2 separate regions of the Sus scrofa genome follow, and region 2 is linked to region 1. The links are chromatin contacts, called in public HiChIP or PLAC-seq maps. All regions are on one chromosome and are shown on one strand. The core of a region is the stretch at or near the end of the contact, and the rest is flanking DNA. Distances in the headings are between cores, read along the strand shown.

Region 1 (6,925 bases), core at 2,692-5,191:
CCTCATACATTAAAAGTAAAAAACATTAGAGCATGAGTTGAAATAGTATAAATCCTTAGGGTAAGGAAGCCTACAGAGTAGTGACATCAATTTAACAAGTCTCCAGAACTTATATATCCAATGTGTGAGCCCTCCTGAGAAATTGTTCTTGCTCAAAAACCAAAACAAAACAAACTTTTTTAAAGATTTCCCACTGACATCCACTGGGTAGAAGTGTAAAATCCGTGTGCTTATTTAGGGGTCTTTTGGCAATGTCTATCAAAATGAAAAATACATAGCCTTGACTCAAACATTCTACTTCTAGAAATTTATTTTACAGATATACCTCACACATATGCAAAGAAATGTGTATAAAGATGTTCACTGCAGCATTGTTCATTGCACAGTGGAAACAGCTACATGTCTCAAAGGGTTCTCCAGGACATAAACCACAGGAAATACACATGGTGGAAAACTACCACACAGCCATTAGGAAGAATAATGTGGATATGGAAGTGCTTATATGGAGAGATGTCCTAGTCATACTATTAAAGATAAAGAAAAGCCCAGATAAGAGTATATGTGAATTTTTCATATTAAAAATGAACTAAGGGAGTTCCCATTGTAGCGCAGTGGTTAATGAATCCGACTAGGAACCATGAGGTTGAGGGTTCTATCCCTGCCCTCGCCCAGTGGGTTAAGGATCTGGCGTTGCCGTGAGCTGTGGTGTAGGTCACAGACTCGGCTCGGATCCCACATTGCTGTGGCTCTGGCATAGGCCAGCGGCCGCAGCTCCTATTAGACCCCTAGCCTGGGAACCTCCACATGCCGCTGGAGCGGCCCTAGAAAAGGCAAAAAGACAAAAAAAAAAAAAAAATTAAAAATGAATTGATACAACATGAATCAGCAATTTCACTTCTGGGTTTATATCAGAAAGAATTGAAAGCAGGATCATGAAGAGATAATTGTACACCCATGTTCATAAAAGCGTTATTTATAATAATCAAATGGTGGAGGCAACCTATGGATCTATCGATGAATGAACACACACACACACACAAAAGAATATCACTTAGCCTTAAAAAGTAAGGAAATTCTGACACATGCTACATACAGCATGAAAGAACCTGGAGGACTTTATGCTATGTGAAGTAAACCAGTCACAAAAAAGACAGATATTGTACAATTCCAATTATATGAGATATTTAGAGTAGTCAAACTCAGAAACAGAAAGGAGCATGGTGGCTGGAGGGAGAAGAGGGAGATGGAGAGTTGTTTAATGGGTATACTTCCAGTTTTGGAAGGTGAAAAAGCTCTGGAAATTGGTTGATAACAATGTGAATGTGCTTGATACTACTGAATTCTACACTTTAAAATTGTTAGGATGGTAAATTTTATGTTATGTGTATTTTTACCACAATTTTAAAAATTCAAGTGAGTTGATGTGCTCTGTGTTTGTTAGTACATACAGAGCAATTTCTGGAGACTCTATTGACAGTGCTTGCTTTTTTTCCCACTGAATACTCATTTTCCTATTTTAAAGGTCTTATCACTTATGAGCTATCAATTTGTAAAAACTCAAAATTGTTTGATAATCATCAGTAACAGCACTGTTTGGTTGTTATGTGACCTAGTGCCAAAAGAGTGGAAGAAACACAATAAGCGCTATGATTTTTCTGGGAGGAATGCATAAATAGTAGCAAAGAGTGGTCAGTAAGGACACGAAAATTAGTTTTCCTCACAGCAAACGCAATGTAGTTAGAGCAGACAGAGGGAGGTTCTGACCACTTCCAGAGATGTTAAATGGAGTCGGGGGAAGAGAAGAGTCTAAGGTGTCTTTGGATGGCTGAATCAACTAATCTGATGAGGGTCTCAGAGAGGAGTGCTTGGAGATAACATTAGAAAGGTAGGTTGGGGCCATACTGTGGCAGGATTTAAAGGACCAGCTGGGACATTTAGATTTTGTTCTGATGATAATGGAGAGCCATGGAACATTTTGAGCAGGCTAGTGTCAGGTGGAAAGGGGGATCTAAGCAGATTAAACAGGCACTTTAGATTGAATGGGGAGGCCAGACAAGAAGTCAGGACACAATAAGCCAGGAACAGAGTGAAGAGGTTCAGATGAGGCATAAGCATGTACCATTCCTTGTCCCCTTCTTTTTTGGCCACACCCAGGGCATGCAGAAGGGACAGGGATTGAACATACTACAGCTGTAACCTGAGCCAGAGCAGTGACAATGCCAGGTCCTTAACCCACTGAGCCATGAGAGGGAACTCCTACCATTTCTCATTCTTAATCATCCTCTAGCCTTTCATCTGAGTTCCCTCCTTTTCTCTTTCAAACTGCCCAGTTCCCCCCAACTGGGGGCATTTTATCCTCATCTGGTTCTAGCCTTCTTTTTTAAATTAACTATCTGGCATTTATAGCATCTCTAGTCAGATGTGTGGTAGCTTAATGTGAGTAAAATGTGTGTCCTTTATGGTTCATCTGGGTTTGTTTACAGGCATTTTTGTCTGGCTCATAAACTTAGTGGGGTCAACTTTACATCTGCCACCACTACTACTGCTCTGTTCAACCTGACAGCCTTGCAGAGGTTTGCTTTCTCCACCCACTTCCGGGCCTCCGATGCCTCCCATCTTCCCCCAGTTCAAACGTCACCTCTTCCATCAGCATCTAGCCAAATGTGACCCAAATGTATCCACATTTATATTTTCACACATATATGCTTCCTTGCCTCCTCCGCCAGATTTCTGGAGCTTCTAGCCCCCATCCAGACATCAGGAGAGGAGGGGATGAGGCCCAGTAGGAAAAGGTGGGAGGCTCTGAATTCCAAACCCGACACAGCAGGTGTCCACCACTAGGTGGTAGTGGTGATCAGGCATCTTCGTGGGCTCTCCATACCACAGCTTTCTTATTTAAATAGAGATGTTATCTGCTTTGCTTGGGAAAACATAATAATATGACCCCGGGCTAGATGCAGAAGAACCCTGGATTCAAAACAGTTACCTTTAGGGAATAATGGTGTGTCTTTATCTTATTTTTCTGGACCTCAACATTCCTATCAATAAAAGGAGGATGTTGGACTAGATAGAGGTTCTCAGAGTGTGGTCCCCGGGGGTTCCTGGGATCCTTTCAGGGGAAACAAGGTCAAAAGTATTTGCATAACAATATTCACCGCTATTTCTCTTCACTTTCTCCTGTGAGTATACAGTGGAGTTTTATAAAAGCTACAAGATATGTGATATCCTTGTTCTAATGATTACTTGTAATGGGTTTATTGCTTTTCCTTGCGGGGGCGGGGGGTGGGGGCACACCTGTGGCATATGGAAGTTCCCAGGCTAGGGGCTGAATCGGATACAGCTACCAGCCTACACCACAGCTCACAACAACACCGATCCACTGAGCAAGGCCAGGGATTGAACCTGCATTCTCATGTATACTAGATACTAGTCGGGTTCCTCATCGCTTAACCACAACAGGAACTCCTATGGTTATTTTTTAAGTGAATACATTAAAATTTTTTTCGTATTTCTTAAAAAAAAAGTGTGTGTTTGTGTGTACACATATTTTACAAACCGAAAGTTCTTTAATGTTCCAGTGATTCTTAAGTGTAAAGGGGTGCCAAGACCAAAAAGTTTGAGAACGGCTGAACCAGATTTCTAAAAGATAGTCATTCATTCACTCAACAAATAACTACCCCTCCTGAGGCCAGGCATTTTTCACATACCCAGGAGAAGGTGGTGATCAAGTCACGTCCTCGCTCCGATGGCGTTTTCATTTAGGAAGGGAGTACATCAATATGACAACTTGTGAGAGCCAGAAGGGTCACGAAGGCATAAAGCAGAACACCTGCTTCCTGCACCGGCAACCCTCCTGAGCGCGGCGCCCATTCTTGGCCAAAGAGTCGGAGCGGGCCGGGCCCAGGGCGCGGGGGCGGTGACGTCACTGGGACGCGCCAGCCAGTCTCGGGCGGCCTCCGTCGTAGGCCCCACGGTGGCCCGCAGCCTGCGGGCGGCGCTGTGGCCCGGCGAGGGGCCCCAGGGAGCCGCCATAGTCGCCCGCCTTCCGCAACCTAACGTCTCCGCCGCCGGCTTCGCGCCGCCGCCATGGCAGACGTGGAAGACGGCGAGGAGCCCTGCGCCCTGTCCTCTCACTCCGGTAGCTCAGGAACCAAGTCGGGAGGCGACAAGATGTTCTCTCTGAAGAAGTGGAACGCGGTGGCCATGTGGAGCTGGGACGTGGAGTGCGATACGTGCGCCATCTGCAGGGTCCAGGTGATGGGTAAGCGCTGCACTCGAGACCCTGGCTGTGCTGCGGCCTCCGCGGGCCCAGCTCCGGCCCGTGGGACACACCGAGCCTCGGAGAGACTGTTCCTGGAGGTATAGGGGCGGGGTCGCCCTGCCTGGGAGCGAAAGACTGGGGCCACGCCCGTGCTGCTGCTAGTCGGAGGGCTGCGGCCGGCGACGGGGACTGGTAGTCTGGGGAACGAAACAGGTGGAAAGCAGGGCAGTTAAAAAGGTAATTTCAGGTAGTGATGGGTGTGGTCAAGACAATAAAAGTAGGTGAGTTGATGGGAGCTGCGAGGCACCACTTTGGTTTGTGGGCCCAACCTCGCCACCCTTTTCTAAAAGCAAACTGTAGAGGTCACGGTCAAGGCCCTGAGTCAGCGGGTCGTTTTAATGCTTCTTTTCACACACCAGAGTGATGCTCTGGAGTCATCTTCCACAGTAATGACTCTTAGTCTTGTTCCGGAGAGGCGCAGGAAAGAAGTGTCCCTAGCTGTTGCCTTTCGGGATTAGCTACTGTTCTGCTGGCTTTAAAACTTGGATGATTCAAGACTGGTCAGATGGCAGTAGCTTGTCTTGAAGAAGAATGTTAAGCCCTTTATTCAGAAACATAAATTTTAATCTCATTCCTGGCCCTACGCTATCAAAGGATGCCATTTCCTGGAGAAGACAGTGTCCTGATAGGCCTTTGTGGAGAATTTTCTTTTACAAATAAGTCACTTCTTTCTATAAATTTTTTTAAAAATATTGGACCAAGTGAAACCTTTCGGGACAGCTTCATCCTGTTATATTTTATATGGTTTCTGTTCTAAGATCTCAGAACACCTTGAAAAAGAGATGCTGTTTAAATGCATCCTTATTTTTTTTAATAGGGCATTTAAAATCACTGTGAGAGCATCTTAAATGAAACCGAGGTTTCTATAGTTTGAAAGCTTTTACATCTTAAACCGAAAAATCAGAGTTTTGGAGAAAATAACTCAAAAATTGCTCTCAAATCAACTATAAGGAGTTCCCTTCGTGGCGCAGCAGAAATGAATCCGACTAGGAACCAAATCAACTATAAAAGAAAAAATAAAATCTAAAAAAAAAAAAAAAATCACTCTCCCTTCTTGAGGAATGAAAATTCAGAACTGCCAGAATCAAGAGGTTTCTTCATTTACCCTCTCTGTAGTATGTTTTCTTGTTTTTTATTCATAAAATAAGGACTCATTTTAAAAGCAGATTTACAACAATGAGATATCATATATTTATTTTTTTACTTTTAAAAGAATTTTATTTCAGACATGATCCACGTGTTTTGCATATTAGGTTTTAAAAATACCTTGTTTATTGGCCTGCAATACAGCCCCCTTACCCTACTCCTTACTTAAAAACTGAAATCATAATTTCTGCTTTGAGTGGCATTTTTGACTTATCCAAACAATTTTTGTTCTTTTATGAGAAAAAACTTTGTTAAAAATTTTATCCCCTAAGTGATTAAAAAAAGAGGTTTTTCTGAAAGGTTATTTTCTTCTTCTCCCCAGGGAAAAATTTTAAATTTGTAAATAGAAATGCAGAGTTTTAAATAATGGTTGAAATTTGGCAGCAAATAAACCTTCCTGGTCAAAGTATGGGCTCTAAATGACTTAACAGGCACATTAACTTTCTAATTATAGCAAGTATTCCGCTACTGTGGATTAATGTTGCAGATTTACAACAGCTGTACTTTGGATTCAGGAAAGTATTCTGGACTAGACCTCTATATTTTGATTATAAGGTGTTAAAATCCACTTAGTGGTCAGGTGACGGCAGAAGGAAGTTTTATAGACTTGCCAATCCTTAGGGTAGCGTCATTCTTAAAGGTGTTACTGTTATTGTACTCCTTAGAAATGTGCTGTTTTAGATATTAGGAATATCACCAAAGGAAAAATGTTTTCTTTTATCTGAAACTTTAGGAATTTTTATACATTTAGGTCAGTTGTTTTTTTTTTAAATAATTAAATCAAAGCTATAAGCATAATTCAGAGATTTTTAGATTCTACAAAGAGCCTATCTAATCCCACTTCCTTAATATTTGGAATTCAGAATTCATCTCATACATCTAAATGATTTGTTATGACTTCTTTTTTAAAAAAATTTATTGTAGTTGATTAAAAGTGTTTCAGGTGTACAGCAAAGTGATTCAAATACACACACACACACACTTTTTTTTTCAGATTCTTTTCCATTGTAGGTTATTTCAAAATTTTTATGACTTCTTGATCTAAGATTTACCTGTCCACCCATTCTGATGTAGTTAACACTTCCTTGTTTCCACTCTTCCCCACCCCCACCCCCTTCATTCTGAAAGGAGCAAATGACACAGTGAGCAAGCACTGACAAGGAAAAGGGGAATAGGTTTGCTAGTACTGTAGAGGTATAAAGAGCGAGAGCTGGAGTTCCCGTTGTGGCTCAGTGGTTAACGAATCTGACTAGGAACCATGAGGTTCGATCCCTGGCCTTGCTCAATGGGTTAAGGATCCAGTGTTGCTATGAGCTGTGGTGTAGGTCACAGATGCGGCTCGGATCCCGAGTTGCTGTGGCTCTGGTGTAGGCCAGTGGCTGCAGCTCCGATTAGACCCCTAGCCTGGGAACCTCCGTATTACACGGGAGCAACCCTAGAAAAGGTAAAAAAGACCAA
Region 2 (6,925 bases), core at 2,864-5,363, 1.2 Mb after region 1:
ATTCTGGAAGGCCCTTAGAAGTATATGGGCCCTAGGAACTGAGCTCTCAGTGCCTGGGGGACTGATTGTTAAATGTTTTGATCATCACTCCTGCTGAGGTATAAGAAATAGGAAATTCTTATGCTTACAAGCAGCCCTGTGTGGGGCATTTGTCAACTGTGTGTGAAGGCCTGGTGAACCCAAAGCCCTTTCGCAAAGGTTCCCTGTGGCTCATCTCCACTGTGCCCTTCCCAGACTTTACCATTTTTCTGGAAAAGTTGGACATCCTGAGTATAAAAAAAGTCAAGTGCCCAGATTTAAAAATGCTCAAATTTCGGGGAGTTCCCGTCGTGGCACAGTGGTTAACGAATCCGACTGGGAACCATGAGGTTGCGGGTTCTATCTCTGCCCTTGCTCAGTGGGTTAACGATCCAGCATTGCCGTAAGCTGTGGTGTAGGTTGCAGACACAGCTGGGATCCCACGTGGCTGTGGCTCTGGCGTAGGCTGGCGGCTACAGCTCCGATTCGACCCCTAGCCTGGGAACCTCCATATGCCATGGGAGCGGCCCAAGAAATGGCAAAAAGACCAAAAAATAATAAAAAATAAAAAAATGCTCAAATTTCATGGAAGTTCCCATTGTGGCTCAGCAGGTTAAGAACCTGACTAATATCTTTGAGGATGCAGGTTTGATCTTTGGCTTTGCTCAATGGGTTAAGGAACTGGTGTTGCCACAAAGGTGCAGCATGGATTGCAGATGGGGCTTGGATCTGGTGTTGCTGTGGCTGTGGTGTAGGCCAGCGCCTGCAGCTCCAATTTGACCCCTAGCCTGGGAATTTCCATATGCTGCAGGAGCCCTAAAAAAGAGAAAAAAAAAATAATTAAAAAATTTTTTTAAATGCTCAAATTTCAAAGGAAAAAAACCTCTATGCTTGAGTCAAACAAAACACCTCTGTGGACTACCTGGCATAACTCTGTAATCTCTGTTGAATGTGGCTACAGGGAGAATCCTTAAAAACAGACGACAGGTGTGTGACTGGAGAACCAACACATCAGAAAGAGAAGAATGGCATGGTTTTATTGTGGATTGTAAAAAAGTAACACTAACTGCAGTTGTATGATTTTCTTACCTTTTTTTTTTCTTTTTCTTTTTAGGGCTGCACCTCTGGCATATGGAGGTTCCCAGGCTAGGGGTCCAATCAGTGCTACAGCTGCCAGCCTACACCATAGCCACGGCAACGCCAGATCCTTAACCAACTGAGACCAGGGATGGAACCCACAACCTCATGGTACCTAGTCGGATTCTTATCTGCTTCGCCACGACAGGAACTCCTGATTTTCTCTTTATGGGTAGTCACCTGGCAAGAGTAATTATGAATCTAATGAAAAATTTCAGGTTGTGTAAAATTCCATCTGTATTTATATTTATGCTATCTCATCCTCCTTAATTTGTGGTTTGAGCAAGAGGACCCTGATTTCATGACTTATATGCATTACAGAGAACTCTACTCTTAATCATGATTGTGAGTTTTTAAGAATGTATATAATTAGGTCTTAATCAAGGACTATGTGTCATTTCTACTCAGGTCATACTGGTTTGACTTCCTTTGGGGCTTTATCGTAAGAGAAAGAAGTCTGTGTCTCCTTATTTTTAAGTCTTCAGGAGTAAGCATTTAATAAAATGATTTTTTTATGTGAAGTAGGACTTTAGGGATTTGAATGAAAAGCATGTATATATTCACTTTGTGACAAAGTCAGCCTGCAGCATTGCCAGAACATGGCTAGACATAGCCAAGCCCTTACATTGCCCTTCAGCTCAGCTGATTTCACTTTCTAATCCTAGATTGTAAACAGATAATTAAGATCTAGTGTGATGAGCATCTTGAGTGGGAAATAGGTTCCTATGGCAACAGAAGTAGAGCCTCTTACTTAGGCTTAGTGCGGGAGGGAAGTCTTTAAGTCTTTCTGGAGGAAGTGATATCTCCAACAAGAGTAAACAAACAAACAAACAAATTTGATTAGCCTTCAATTAGAGGCTAGGATGAAGGTGAGAGTGGAAAGCCCAGAACTGAAAAAATCTGGGCTTGAAAATAAATTTAATAGGACTGGAGGTTGCAAAGCATCACTCCCATTCAATGTAGAGCACGTGTAACTTTCTGATGATTTCCTGTTTGTTTACTCTCTGTTCTTCAAACCCCATCTCCCACATAAAATAGGAGTCCTTCCTAGCCTGCTGATTCCTCAGTGCCTGGCACATGATTTTTAGTCTTTCCATGTGTCAGATCCTGTTCTAAGGGCGTCCCTCACTACTTCCCCAACTTCCCCTCCCTTTCCCCCAACACCATCCAACAGACAATATTCTACTTCTTCAGAGTTGGCTCAAATGCTTCCTTCCCTTTGGTTTTAAACCTCCTCCATCTCCTTACCCCCATCCCTACCTCCAGAATTAATTACTTCTTGAAAAGTTCCCACAGCTGGTGATCCTTCCTTGAAGCATCAGTTGAATTCTCCAGTGTTAGTTTGCTTTTCCTCATTTCTTTCCCCCATTCCTGTTAGTCTTAAATCATATGAAGACACCGTGTTTTTGCCTCTGTAAGCCTTTCAATACTCCATGTAGGCTTTTATATACCAAGCGGGACTCAAAAATACTTTGAATAAATGACTTCAGGAGTTGGTCATGAACCCTTCTTCTTCCTCTAGTGCTCAATCTTTTAAAGCTTAAAATTGGACATCACAGCCCTACTTAATTCTGTTGAAGGCTACTCTTTGCCCTCAGAATAGAATTCTAACTCCCCAAGCACAGTGGTTACCTCAGGGCCCTGTGTGAGCTTGCTTCCATCCACCTCTCCAGCCCTACACCTGGTCTAATACAACGTGACTGCTTACTGTGACTGCACAGTTGGGCTATATTGATTCATGCCATCGGATTTTGTTTCAAGTACTTCCTTTGCCTGGAAAGCTCTTTCCATTTTCTTTGCCTGGTTTGGCTCAGGAATGACCTCCTCAAGCAAGCTTTCCTTCTTTGAATACAGATCCTATTAAAGAAGGAAAGAAAGAAAGAAAAAAGAAAGAAAAGAGCACTGAAGTATGGTTACTCTCCTCTATTTGTGATTAAAAATGAAAGCAATACCAAACTGTAAAATGTAACTCTTTTATCTTGTTTTTTTTTTTTTTTGTTTTAGGGCCACAGGTGTGGCATATGGACATTCCCAGGCTAGAGGCAGAATCTGAGCTACAGCTGCTGGTCTAAGCCACAGTCACAGCAATGCAAGATCTGAGCTGCATCTGCAATCTACACCACAGCTCACCACAAGGATGGATCCTTAACCCACTGAGTGAGGCCAGGGATGAAACCTGCTTCCTCATGGATCCCAGCCAGGTTAGTTACCCCTGAGCCACGATGGGAACTCCTATAAGTCTCTTAAATGACACACAACTGTATATATGTAACTGAATCCACTTTGCTGTACACCCAAAACACAACATTGTAAATCTACTCCGAAATAAAAAAAATTTTAAATAATAACTTATATGAATGCTAGATTTAGACTATCGTCTGCTTATGATTTTTCTCTCATGCATCCTTTCTCTCCACGCACCCATTTTGCAGACGCCTTAAACAGACTATCCAACAACCCCACTGCTGGAATCTCAGCTTGGGTCAAAAGCTGCCCTGCTCTGCTTCTCGGCACCACTGCATTTTAAAGTAACTTGAACAGACCGCAAGTTTGCCTTTCCCCCTAGGGGATGAGAGCCAGAGGTGGCGGGAACACCATCTTTGTCCATGGAGCACCATACCTCAGCCCACTCTCCTGTTGGCTCCAGGTTTACTTGAGTCGAAGTAAAAACTCCTCCCGGCTGACCCATGCATTTCTTCTTTAAGAAGGCTTTCCCTAACTCATCCAGCAAGTGCAACTAGTTCGCGCCTATCAAGGGCTGGCACTGAGAAAAGGGTGCATTCCAACCAGCCCTGAAAGCCTGGACAAGATTCCCTAAATTCTCCGGCGGAGAAAGCAACCCGCCAGGGAGACGCCCACAGATATTCAGCAGAGTGGGCAGGGCTGGAAAAAAAAAAAAAAAAAGAAGACCGACACCGGAAGTCACGTGGCCACTTCCCCTTGAATAGTCGGCAATCGACTATTCAGCCTTGCAGGCGCCTCTGGCGGGCTGTGTTGAGATCCAGTCTTTCGGCGTTCGACTCGCCCGTGCTGCTGCTGCCGCCGCCGAAGGAGGGGCAAAGCTCAAGATGGCGGACAAAACGCCAGGCGGCTCTCAGAAGGCCAGTTCAAAGGTAATTTCTTAAAGGACTTCGTGAGTCATTGAGTCTATCACTGTCGTCTGGAGACTACAGACACTTCTGGCCAGCGGGAGGAGATTGGGGTGGAAGTCCGCGTTCCGGTCGCGACGGTAGGCCGGGGCGCAGACGCACCGTGGTGCGCAGGTTGAGAGGCCTGGTATCTCCCCTCGGTCCCAGCCTGGATTCGGCTCGAGGCTGGCGGGCCCGGGGCAGGTGGCATGAGTAGTTCGCCCCGCGCTTACCACTGGGGTGAAGTCAGGGATTTACACTGAGGTCTGACGCCAGGAAAACGCGCCTCTGTATTTCAGCTTGTTGCGCTCTGAAGCTCCGGGACAGAGTCTAGGAGAGGCGGGAATCACTTCCCGGTACTTAAGGTCTACTTCTCTTTCCTCGGTTCTTTGGGGTTTGGATCTCGTACGCTTCTGGCCTCCTTCAATTTCCCTCACGTCCTGCAGGGAATAAATAATCTCTAGGGCTGCAGATTGTGAGGGGAGGCCCTATAGTGGAGGGACGCGGGGTGGGAAATGCAGAGGCGGGAGCAGTTCTCCTTTGCGGTGCTGCATCACCAAGGTTAATGCTACGCTCTACACGTGGTCTTACCTCCCTTAAGGGGAAGTATGAAATGAACGCTTCTTTGGAGGGCTCATTTTCGAGGACTCGGGGTCCTCATCACCTCCCGAAAGGAGAACTTTCATAAGTTGCTTTTGAGTGTACAGGGAATCGTGTGCAAGTATTGTGAAACCACTGAGCTGTGGGAGTAGTTTAGCTTTAGGTTGTGATTAGCATCTGGCACCAGTTGCCATCTTGGACGGGTCATTTAATCGTTTTTGCTTTGAGTTTCTTTTTCAAAACGATATTAAAAGTAGTAGATAGTGCCCAAAGTAGTTGTTAAGCTTTTCTATGCTGATGTAAGAAATTGTGTAATACACATCTTAAAGAGTGTGTATGAATTGCAAGTCGGTTACTAGGAAGTTAAGTTTACTGTAGACGGGGCTAGTTCTGTGTGTGCAGTTTGTTTTGGGAAATATAACCTATTATATACTTGCTTTCTCAGTTTCTAATCATAATCTTTATGCCATTTGGTGCATGACGTCTATAATTAGTTCGTAATTAGTAATGGATTTACCAGAAATCCTTTAGTTGTGTGGAGGCTATGATAGAAGGCCAGTATTGGCTGCTTTACGTTCTGCGTTTACTCCTTGTTTCTCCTCTCCCCACTTAATTTCCCCTTGATGAGGAGGGGAGTAGTTGGGTACATCACTCTGCCCACTTCCTCAGCAGACTCATCAGAAAAACAGCCCTGTTTACTGTTAGGGAACGATTACCAAAGTTAGCCACATCCATAAAATTCACCGGTAAGCGTCACTATTTTTGTTTCTTCTCAAAATAATACTTTAGTATCTCCTATTTGAGGCCTTGGATACATTGAAAACATTTTAAAGCATATGTTCAGCCTTCTCTAAGAGTATTTGTCAGGGTTGTATATGGCTTTTTTTTTTTTTTTTTTGGTAAGTGTAAATTGTTGAATCTGCCAGGAATCTTTTCAGTTTGTATTGCTTTAGATTATCGTCAATTGATGTGATTAAGAGGTTTCCTACGATGTCTGTAAAATATAGTAGGGCTCAAATGATATGGTTTTTTGCATTAATATGGAGGGTACACGAGGTAGTGGAGAGATTATGGATTTTGATAACAAAGTCGAGATTTGGATTCAAATTCTGACTTGGTACTTTATTTATGATGTCGCAAATTGCTTAAACTTTTGAGCCTCAACTTCCTTGTTGGTAATGTGGATATAATCTCTTTTTCTACAGGGTTGACGTAAAGGTTAAATGAGTGAATAACTCTTAGTTCCTTTGCTTTTCCCTTTTGTTCTTAGAGGAAATGAAAAGTATTTACTTTTCAAAATATCAGGATAAGTTCTAATGCTGAGATTTAGAATCTAGGTCATTAGTTAACATAATGACTATCCACATTGCTGCTTTTTATTTCTAACCCAAGTCCAGAATTTATTGGAGAGAGTTTAAGATCATTTTTGCTAATACTTTCAGTACTTGGAATTTCTAGCCTTTGCTCTCTAGTTTGATTTCCTTTCCTGTGGGGAGTTTAGATGAGTGAGGATTATTCTACTACAATACAGAGGGAGTGAACAGATTCTTCAGTTTTGTGCTTTCTTACTCTTTGTTAAATTGTAGTTATTAAATTCCTATTGATATGGTCAGAGATGCTTGTTAATCATACTTCTAGACACTGAGAAAAATGTTAAGCTTAAAAATGTACAAGGGAATGTAATGTACAGCATGGCGACAGTCTTTAATACTACTGTATTGCATGTTTGAAAGCTGCTGAGAGTAGATCTTAGTTCTCATCACAAGAAGAAAACTGTAAGGCAAATGGCTATTAACCAGGCTTATTGTGGTGATGTTTTTGTAGTGTATACAGATATTTAATCATCATGCTGTATACCTGAATCTAATACAGTGTTTTATGTCAATTATATCTCAGAAGAAGTTTTAAAAATAAACAGATTCTTGCCAATGACAATGGCAAAATTATTTGATGTGTCTTAATTATAACATGTTAAATTAGCTAGTTTCTTCTTGCTTTTAAAATTGTTTCAAGTATATGTAGTCAAATGATTTAATCTTTAC

The links. HiChIP or PLAC-seq counts read pairs in DNA pulled down with a chosen protein or histone mark.
Region 2: an H3K27ac HiChIP or PLAC-seq map of alveolar macrophages shows a contact between it and region 1. The contact joins the promoter of U2SURP here to the promoter of RNF7 in region 1. A contact is called at or near these places in 1 of 5 promoter capture datasets (fetal liver) and 1 of 2 datasets of contacts at active chromatin or transcription factors (alveolar macrophages).

What each region holds. Positions count from the first base shown.
Region 1 is chr13:82,544,534-82,551,458 of Sscrofa11.1, forward strand. It overlaps RNF7 (ring finger protein 7), which reads left to right and starts at 3,942. Exons shown (of 3, transcript NM_001245011.1): 1 at 3,942-4,261. The coding sequence starts at 4,087. It overlaps LOC102160777 (a long non-coding RNA gene), which reads right to left and starts at 3,907. Exons shown (of 3, transcript XR_001300354.2): 1 at 3,708-3,907. LOC100515582 reads left to right here. Exons shown (of 11, transcript XM_013982099.2): 11 at 1-688.
Region 2 is chr13:83,700,388-83,707,312 of Sscrofa11.1, forward strand. It overlaps U2SURP (U2 snRNP-associated SURP motif-containing protein), which reads left to right and starts at 4,114. Exons shown (of 28, transcript XM_013982108.2): 1 at 4,114-4,268. The coding sequence starts at 4,224.